2 separate regions of the Mus musculus genome follow, and region 2 is linked to region 1. A link is a contact called in public promoter capture Hi-C data. All regions are on one chromosome and are shown on one strand. The core of a region is the stretch at or near the end of the contact, and the rest is flanking DNA. Distances in the headings are between cores, read along the strand shown. Region 1 overlaps Ypel2 (yippee like 2). Region 2 holds the start of Ypel2 (yippee like 2).

Region 1 (4,892 bases), core at 1,643-4,142:
AGACACATTTGTTTAATGTCATTACTGCCTGGCAACAAGGCAGTTCTTTTCCATGTTGTGTGTCAACCAAGGCTGGTGTGCAGGCCTTCACAAGAGGTTTTTCTTTTCTTTCTTTTTTTTTTTTTTTTTTGGTTTTCTTTGGTTTTCTTTCAAGCCATACAAAACTTTCCTCCTATCCTAGTACAGTACTAGTTGCAGGCCCAGCCCTTCCAGCCAGCTCAAAGAAACGGAAAGGGCTCTGAGTTTCCTGTTTGGTAGCCAAAACCGCTCATTTCTGGCCCTGTTTGGGAGTCTGGAAGGCAGTGATTCCTTCTTAAAGTAGAACTGCTGGATCCCAGTGTGGTGGAACACATTTGTTAAGAAGGAATGCAGGTCTGATGTTAGTGTGGGCTACACAGCAAGACCCTGTCTCAAAAATAAGAAAAACAAACAGGCTTTGGCTCGGCAGCACACAGTTGTAACAGGGGTGGAGGTAGCTGAATGCAGAGGTGTGGGGAGCAGGTGTGACCTCTGGGAGTGGACTGGGCCCTTGATCATCTAAGGTATGAGGAACTTGTCACCCCAGAAGGGGCAGGTTCCAAATCTGACACTGCAGCTCCCACCAGCGCATCTCTTGGCTCTTCTTTTACATCTGTGAATGGCTATCACGCCTGCTTGACAGGCCAGTTAAGAACGGTGAGCTTAACAATCTCTCACTGAAGGCTTCTCAGGAGCCTGAGGAAGAGATGGAAAGCTGACTCAATCCCTCAAGCCTCCTTTTCTTTGGTAACTTTGATCTTTTGGTCTTTAAAAAAAAAAGTTTTTATGTGTCCAAGTGATTTATATAGGCTTGTACATGAGCGCCGCATCACATGTATGCCTGGTGCCCAGAGGTCAGAAGAGGGCATCAGATCCCCTGGAACTAAACTCATGGCTGTTCATGCTTTATCATAGGGGTGCTGAAAATCAAATCCAGGTCTACACCAAGAGCAACAAGTACTCTTGACAGCTTGATCCTTCCCCAGCCTCTCTCTTAGAATGACAAAGGGTGAAGCTTCAAATGTCTTCATAAGAAAAGAATGAGGTTCGTGAGTTCAAGACCAGCCTGGAATAGAAGAGGAGATTCTGACTCAAAAGTGCTTGAGACATAAGAATGGAAACGTGACTTAAATATAACATTCAGTGACTCTTGGTACAGTCACAGGTTGTACAATCATTGTCACTGTCTAATTCCAGAACATTCTCACACTCCAAAAAGAAATCTCACAGCACCAGGGACCAATCATCCTTTCTCTCTCCTGCCTCGGCGTCTGCTAGGCAGGCTCACTTCTACCTCCATAGCGCTGCACAAGGCACTATACTTAAGAGGCGTTAGAGCATCTCATCAGGGTGGTAACGAGTGTTTCAGTAGAGGGACAGGAGGATTAGTAAGATCTTTTCCTTTGGAATTTTGGCTGGCGCCACCCCTGACCCAGCAGGAAACAGATGTGGCATGTTATGAGAAAGGGTCAGGTCAGCCACTTTCCTATTATTCAGTCTCATTCTTTTCTCTTTATATCATTAATGTCTTGGGGGGGGGGAACGGATCTAGTATCAGGGCAACAGGCTGGAACCCAAGTAAATAGCGCTAGATCCTCCCTGGACCATGGAAAGGTGTAAGAGTGGGGAATCTAGAAATGCTAGAAACTCCCAGAATGAGAACACATGTGCGGTTTAGCTACGAGCAAGGATTTCTGCAAGGGACTTCTCCCATCATCCCTACAACAACAAGTGTCAAAGGAAATGGACTCACATGGAAACAGGGGAGACGGGTTAATTATAAAGGAATTTCCTGACTGTGATTTCCACACTGGGACATAGGTCACCATTCGTGTATCTTCATGACTTACCCAAAACTTTCACATAGGGATTGGTGTGAGCCTGGCACAATGGTGTGCCTTGTAATCCCAGCACCGGAGTCAGAGGCAGAAGCAGAAGAACTGCCTCCGGGTTGCTGAGCTGAGTACCATATGACCCAGAGTGACTTACAATAGGGAGACAATGTCAAAAACAGAAAAAAAAGGAGCTCTTGCGGGATGGCCTCCTGGAGGTCGCTCCTCCATAACTTTGGCCTATGGGTCCCATTCACCCTCCCCTTCTTTAAGCACACAGAAGGTGGGGTGGAAGGGACTGGTTCTAAAGGAAGAAATATCTGTTGTGCACAGAGGATCCAGGGCCTTGGTGCTTCCATTCATTGCCAAAAGTCTGGGGTCTATGCCTGGTGGTGTTGAGACCTACCCCACACCTGTTGAGCCATGTGTCCAGTAGTTTCAAGGCTGGGCCTGAGGACCTGATGCCCCTGCTCACAGTCATGTCTGCCTCATGTTTGGTAATGAGGATGCTGGCAGCTTTGGTGCTTAGAAAGCCTTGGGCCAGCTCTCACTGGCTGCACATCCCTGGGTGAGTCACTCCTGAGCCTTGGGCACCCACATACAGAAAGAAAGGTTTGAGAACAGTGCTAGACGGGGATGCTGTGATAACTAAGCTCATGTGTGCGTACAGTAGGCATGCAGCCTGCTACATAGAAAGGTCTTACTAAGCTTCCTCAATAAGTGTTTCCTTTCATACAAGGATAGCTTTTAGGGAGCTCACAACAGGCCTCCCAGACTCCCTTCCAAATCACCACAGGCTCTGTCCCCACTGTGCTAGGGCCTCAGATAGACTTGGTGAACTAAGGGCAGGCTAAGCCTCCCAGGCCGTGGCAGTGGGTTTGAGTGGTAAATCCCCACATAAGCACAACGTGAGAAGACAGATGTTGCCAGCTCGAAGCGGTCCTCTGCTCAGAGAAACAAGGACTGGCAAAGACACAGTCTTCAGCTCCACAGAGTAGAGGACGCCGCCCCAAACCACACACCCTGTCCCCTAGGACAAAGGCTGGCTGGCGAGTCACCCTCACAAGGCCTGCTTAGGAAAGCGACCTTTTCTGAACTGGCCACTGGGAGTGGTGGAATGATGTAATGGCAGCCAGCTACTGGGCCCTTTGCAATTCAAACATAAAACTAAAAACTTCTAAAAGAGTATTCATGTTGGAGGTCAAAGTCACCAGGGCCTTTGAAAATAATTCAGAGTTACTATTATCTAAAGATGCTGTGCTCAAAGTACAAATACCAATATTTATATTTCATAATCAATATTTAAAATATATCAAGCAATATAAAAATCAAAATATCTGCTGACTCATATTTCAGTCTGCACCACTCCCGAAATCCATGGGTCACTTGCTAATGAAATACCCTTAGAGTTCTAAGGATAACTGTGCAGTCTGTGGTTAAACCAATGGACTCCCGAAGAATAAACTTCTAGCACCTTCCAAGGCTAAAGCCACACGCTCTACAGAAACAAACAAACAAACAAACAAACAAACCCACCCCATGCTTTCCACATACTTTTAGCAATTGCTGCAGTGAAATTGGAGAGTTAATAATGCATGAGACTGAAGTGGTTCACTGTAGGGGGGTGGGCAAGGGCAAGATGGCACAGCGGGTTAAGACACTCGCCAAGTCTGATGACAAGTTAATTCCCCAGGTCACATGGTAGAGAGAACCACACAATATGTAGTAAACTCTTGAAAAAAACAAAGTGGGGGGGTGGGGGGGCTTAGGGGGAAGGCTGGATGTAACAGTCATGGCTCATGCTGATATGGTACTTACTATGCCTGGTATATGATCTGAACACAATCCTCCAAGCAATATGATGAGGAAATTAAATTAACCCCACCCAACCACTTTGCAGATGCAGAAAGCACAAAGTGGTTAAGAAATAAATAAGCAAGCCCTGGAAAATTAAGCTTGGGTAACAAGGGTATTGTGTATACATGACACCCTAAAGAAGGGACTTAAATGAATGTACTATCAGGCTCCGGAGTTGTTACAGGCTACAATGCATGTTATAGTTTAAGTAAAGCCCAGAGCCTACAGGAACCTCCAGCTTCCTACAGCTTGTGTAGGTCAAAGTCTATGGCTTCTGACTTCAGGTCCCGAAATTTCCCGAGCAGGTGTTCACTGGGGAAAGCTGTCCCTTTAATGACGAGAGGATGGGACAATCCGTCAGAACTGGTGAAATCTCACAGGCTAGTCAAATGCCTCTGCTCCAATGCCATACTTACTTAACGGTACAGATTTAATCATCTCGCTCAAGTGAGTTTACCTTCAAGGAGGCAGCACAGAGTGCAAGCCTTCAGGGTTAAGCACACCACTGTGAGTTAACGAATTCGAATTCTGACTTGCCAGTCAGCTTCCTATGAGTTTTGTTACATACAGTGAACCAGTTCAGAGTTGGTTTGCTCTGAGTAAACGAAAGAGAAAACAAAAACTTGATTTATGGGCCTCCAGTGTTTAAGGCTGAGGACCACCCAGGGAATGCTCTGCACCCCGGACTAAAAACAGCTTCTCCAACTCACTACTCAATGATTGTTGCACAACACTTGAAATAAATAATTCAAAGCTAAGACGTTAGCTTTTAGCTTTTTTAGGCTCCTTAAAAATCCTGCCCTTGACAAAGGAGGATTAGAAGGTTGTTTGGGACATTCAGAGCAAATGTTCCCTCCGGTGACCACGGTCCCTTGGAAGTCCGTGTGGTGGGCTGAGCTCAGTGTCCTGGAAGCCCTCCAAACACAACACAGGACGTTATCTTGTTTATTTCACAGACCCACATGATTCTTGCCTGAATTGCAACCAAATCTCACTTTTTAGAGCAAACTCACTGCCTTCTGAGTCAACCCACGTCACAGCTGATCGATCCCACACCGTCCAATTCCTCCAATGAGCTGAGTGAGCCCTTTCTCTCAGAGCTGACCGAGTTTCCCGGCCTCGCATCCTTTGCTACTTTAATTCTTTGGATTATCTACTTGAAGTTCTTGGGTCCATCAAGCATCT
Region 2 (4,892 bases), core at 1,722-4,221, 40 kb after region 1:
TTAAACTTTGCAAAGGTAGGAGCCATCTACCTGACGCTGCATTTCACATCCATTCTCAATATTCATTGCCGCCAACTCCCAGTAATCAGCAAGCTGAATCAGCTAAGGAGCACCCTCCCCCCATCAGCACCCCTAAACAGATGTGTGGTGTCCAACGCCTGGAATCTCTATCCTGTGGAGGGTGAGGCAGGAGGATTGTAGTAAAGTTCAAAAGCAGCCTGGAGCTATGTAATGTGTTCCAGGTCAGACTAGACTGTATAATATGAAATCCTTTCTCAAAATAAGACAGAGAGCCGGGCGTGGTGGTGCACGCCTTTAATCCCAGCACTCGGGAGGCAGAGGCAGGTGGATTTCTGAGTTCGAGGCCAGCCTGGTCTACAAAGTGAGTTCCAGGACAGCCAGAGCTATACAGAGAAACCCTGTCTAAAAAAAAAAAAAGAAAAAAAAAAAAGACAGAGAGAATAAGCATCTATACACACTATACGTATACATGTATAATGTATCTTTGTATATATAAAATACAAACTTTTTAACCCTGCTGTCTTTCTAAATATTACTCTGGACATATTCATGCACAGCCAGGCTAGAGGACCTCCGCCCTGAACCAATGTTTCTCAAACTGAAGGTCGTGACCCATTTGGTTAGGAAATCAAATTAATGAGTCATGACCACCAGCTGATTGTTGTTTTTCTAATGAAGCAGGAAAAAGAACAGCACATACATACTGCAGGTAGTATGGCAACAGTCACTGCCTCCTAGAATGTCTAGTCCAGGCTAGCATGCATTGCTATAATGTATCCCTTACTGCGGATCCCTAGCCAAGTTTGAAAATCATGGTTCTAAAGAATTGAAGGGGTTTTGTTTGGTTTTGTTTTTTTTTGTTTGTTTGTTTGTTTTCTGAGACAAAGGGTCTCCCTACATAGCCCTGCCTAACCTGGAATCCCTTTATACAGCCCAGGCTGACCTCAAACTTGCAGTGATCAGAACTTACCTCACGGGGTACTGGGGTTAGATATTTACCACCACTCCCGGCTGGGAAAACTAGTCACTGTTTTTCTGAGACAGGATTTCTGTGTAGCTTTAGCTGTCCTGGAACCTGCTTTGTAGACTAGGCTGGTCTCAGAGATCCCACCTGTCTCTGTCTCCCAGATGCTGGGATTAAAGGCGTGTACTGCCACTGCCTGGCAAAGGCACATATTCTTATCTGTGTTCTTTATTTTCCATTTCCCACCCTTATCTCAAGGCAAGCAGAGAGATCTAAGAAGTGATGTTACTGAACCCTAAACTAGGCAGAGCCCAACTGAGGCAGTGCACGAGCCCAGGTACCCCGCTCTATCGCATCCGACCCTGTCGTGGAATCCGGGACAAATCACAGTGCCTAAGGTAAGATTCCCCAGCTCTTCTCAGGCCGGGCTTGTAAAGAACCCAGTCACTCATCACAGCTCAGTACAAAACCGGGGGTGGGAGCAGTCATAGTTAAGTATGAACCAGTCACAATGAGATATGTGTATGAAAATGTTCTAATAAAGCCATTATTTTTGACAAATTACAGAATTTACAAAATGATGTAAAGAGAGTGAAACTTCCTCAAAGATAAGAATATCAAATGCTAAGAAAGCTGATGGACTGAACTCAGGTAAAACCTACAGCAGTGTGTGCCAAAAGGAAAAGCAACCCAATCTTACTGACCAGATCCTGTAAACCCCCAAACCAGGCAGACTACTGCAGAGCCTCAAGCATGAGGTTTACTGTAATTCCTTTGTGCCTCTAATGTTCTGTAAATGGGGTTCAGAAAAGTAATCCCTAGGCTTGTTGTTCAGTGCTCTGGACAGGGAGCCCATCTTGCGAGAACGAAGACAAGCATGAGGAACAAAAGACTAATAGGACTCCAACTCAGTGGCTCAAAGACCCTCCAACGTGGCAACAACAAATCAACAAGGAAGCCAAAAAGCAGGGCTCCGGCGCATTTGCCATTTCCAGCAGCCGGGCCGTGGAAGGCTAGGCAAACCGGAGGATGCTCGCTCAGCTTTTTAAAAACTGTGGGTAAAAGTGAAGTCAGAGGTGGCAGGCAGTTCTTTGCACGAGGGGTCCAAAGCAACAGTGCTTCCCCCTAAGTGCCAGCCAGGAGACGGGTGTAAGGTTCCACTGTTTCGGAAAAAAAAAAAAATCACCCGAAGGGAGTCAGCAACCAGGCAGGTAAACTTGAAGCAGGAAGAGAGGCAGGAGCCAGCTGCGGGAGGGACTCTCCGCAGAGGCCCCCGCAGCGAGTCTGGCAACAGAGTTCGTGCCCACCCCTTGGCAAGGCCGCAGGGGAGGCGCCGGGAAGCGTCCAGGCAGGAACTCGCTGTGGTTCCCTTGGCTTGGGGCTGCCGAAGCGCTCCGGGGACTTTAGAGGGCGACGTGCCCCAGACCCAACTATCTCAATGGAGACATCGACCATACAGCCGGGTGCCGCCGGGTGCCATCCGTGGGGGGTGGGTCACGCCGAACAAGGGAGGCGTTGGCGCTCAGGTCTCTGGGTCCCCATATTTGCCAGGCGGCTCGTCGCCACCCGCCGAGTCCCGAACCCGGAGCGCGCGCCAGTGTTTGTAAACAAACCGGTCACGTGGCTGCAGCAACCCGTTCCCCGCCCCTAGCACCCCGGGAACCTTCGGGGAGCCCCCTCGGGACCGCGACAGCACCGCCCCAGCCGAGCCCGGCTGCACGCAGCCCAGGAGCCCGACCGTCCCCAGGGCGCACAGCCCGAACTGGAGCGGAATGCGCCCCACGCCCACGCGAGCCCAGCTCGAGATCCCTCATACCTGGCGGTAGGCTGCCCGGTCCGGCCAGCGCCGGGCTCTCCGGAGTGCTTGGCGATGAAGGACTGCACGGCTGACTCTAGCGCTCCCTGCGCGCTCTTAAAGCCACAGTCTCCGCCACCGCCGCCGCCACTGCCGCTCCGCATCCCTCCGAATCCGGGCTGGGGGCTTGCCGGGTGACAGACGCGCCCCCGCGCCTATCCCATCGGCTCAGCACATAGCAACACGCCACTGGTTGGCCCTGCACGGCCGCAGCCCATCCGCCAGGAGCCAATCACTGGAGGACGGAACTCCGCCCCTGCTTTCCCTGCCTCCCGCCCCCAACCCCCACCCGCCCCTCGGCCCTGGCGGGGCGCGCGTGCGAGGAGTGTGGCAAGGTCTGGGTCCCGCCAGTCCTGGCAGCTGGCGGGCAGGGCTGGGAGAAGAGGTGATTAGAGTGGGGGAGCTCTCTGAGATAGGAGCCTGTTTGTCTGGCTTTACTGGGATTCCCAGGACCCGGGGTTATGTTGGGAAGTGGGATTTACAGTGCTTTTGTTTTGAGAACCTAGATAGTAATTCCTCGCTCCACTTTTTAAGCCACTCCTGACCCAGAGCCTAAGTTACTAAAAGTGACCCGCAGAGTTCAAGGCAGGTGTATTTAGTAAGATAGTACCAGTCTCGTCATGCCCACCCATGCCCTGCTCAGAAGCGGAGATTCTCTATTTCCTCTGCCCTGCTCGAAATTTCCTAATTAAAACTAGGAAAGGGTTGTCTGGTGTGTTCGAGTCCCTGGGTTGGATCCCCAGTACTGAGAGTGGAAGAGCATAGAGAAAGACTATAGAGAAACTGGGATCCCTATTGCTAATGGTTAGTGAGGTCTATTAGCAACAGAAAATACAATAAGAGTAGTCAAGGTGACCAAAAGGGAGGAACTGGCATTCTGGGTCAGTGGGGTGGTGCTTTTCAAGGAAGAGAGGGTTAAAAAATAAACTCATGACAGTCGGGAAGTCCAGGGAGGCACCAGGTGGGTGGAGTGGGGCAGAGTCTTCCTACCGGAAAACAGGTCAATTTGATAAAAGAATTTCTGCGGGGGGGGGGGCGGGGGAGACACGGCAGACCCACCCTTTTTTCTAAGACACTGGGATTCTGAATGGTGTTGGGGCAAAATACATGTTTTCATTGCTATTTTAGAAGAGAAAAAAACACAAGGTAATTGGACAAGGTGGTTCTCTGCTTTATAGCCCAATTATAACCCAAGGCTTGGGAAGTGTTAGAAGTTTAAGGTCATTCTTGGTTAGATCGGTCCAAGCTAGCCAGGTTACTGAAAAAGAGAAAAAAAAAAAGTTCATGCGGGGTTGGGGTGCTGAAGGAGGCCCAGGAACCTTTGGTCTCCTATCTGGCAGCAGTTTACACACAAACCCAGGCTGGTATTTGGGTAGATCCCCGGGTGACTCAAAAACGTCACCTGTCACTCCACCCAGCTGTTTTTAATACATATGCAATCAACTAAATTGTCTTCAGTGAATGTACATCGCATGGTTAGGGATGAAAAAAAGTCCCAACGTTAGTAAGAACAAAACCACTCATTTTTGCCGGCAGATACCGGTTTCAGTGTAGGGGCACTGTCAATATTTACAATTGACTGCTTTGGGAATTATAAATCCTGGAGTCCAAAAGCCTTCAGCTAACTAACCACAACCTTGAAAAGACTTGAGATTGGATCTTTAAGAAGATATACTAAATTCTTTAGATTATCAAAAGCTTGATTACCAGCCCAAGGCTGCTTTCTGAGGTTAAATTCCTCTGTGCCCTTAGGCCTTAGTACCCATCGCCTAAAAGAAGGGAGGGCTGGGATCTGGTGGTGGAACTCACAGTAGAGACTTTGCCTAAGGTTCTTGAGGCTCTGGGTTCAATACCCATTACTGCAGAAATAAATAAGGACGGCTGAAATAAGATGGTTTCTGACATCCCTTCCAACTCTAACATTTCAAATCAGGAACCAGGAAATCAAATTGGTTACATTTCTGCAATAGTGTGTTACTAAATATGTTTATATCCACGGGTTCCCTAACGCCTAACAGTAGATTCTGTACTGGTTTTAACACCCTGAGATAC

Evidence for each region. Promoter capture Hi-C pulls out the DNA fragments that hold promoters and counts their contacts.
Region 2: a promoter capture Hi-C map of liver shows a contact between it and region 1, with 5 times the contacts expected there. The contact joins the promoter of Ypel2 here to the enhancer-like site in region 1. A contact is called at or near these places in 14 of 39 promoter capture datasets (the 3T3-L1 cell line, 3T3-L1-derived adipocytes, the C10 cell line and 7 more), 1 of 15 datasets of contacts at CTCF or cohesin (the NIH/3T3 cell line), 54 of 484 Hi-C or Micro-C datasets (the AML12 cell line, the AtT-20 cell line, the N1E-115 cell line and 26 more), 23 of 115 datasets of contacts at active chromatin or transcription factors (CD8 T cells, the SCID.adh cell line, T-cell acute lymphoblastic leukemia and 14 more) and 4 of 9 other capture datasets (adipose tissue, bone marrow-derived macrophages, liver and 1 more).

The regions. Positions count from the first base shown.
Region 1 is chr11:86,950,434-86,955,325 of GRCm38.p6, forward strand. All of the region lies in intron 2 of Ypel2 (yippee like 2), which reads right to left. Among named protein-coding and RNA genes, the nearest start is that of Gm51915, 30 kb to the right of the region's middle. Within about 2 kb of position 2,893, at least 94 of the 459 cell types and tissues checked have an H3K27ac peak or open chromatin away from gene starts, as enhancers often do. A contact at or near this core is called in the N1E-115 cell line, the NIH/3T3 cell line, Th17 cells and 15 more, where this site is marked.
Region 2 is chr11:86,990,791-86,995,682 of GRCm38.p6, forward strand. Ypel2 (yippee like 2) reads right to left here and starts at 2,972. Exons shown (of 5, transcript NM_001005341.3): 1 at 2,802-2,972. Gm51915 (a long non-coding RNA gene) reads left to right here. Exons shown (of 3, transcript XR_003949754.1): 1 at 1-15; 2 at 1,244-1,383; 3 at 1,553-3,547.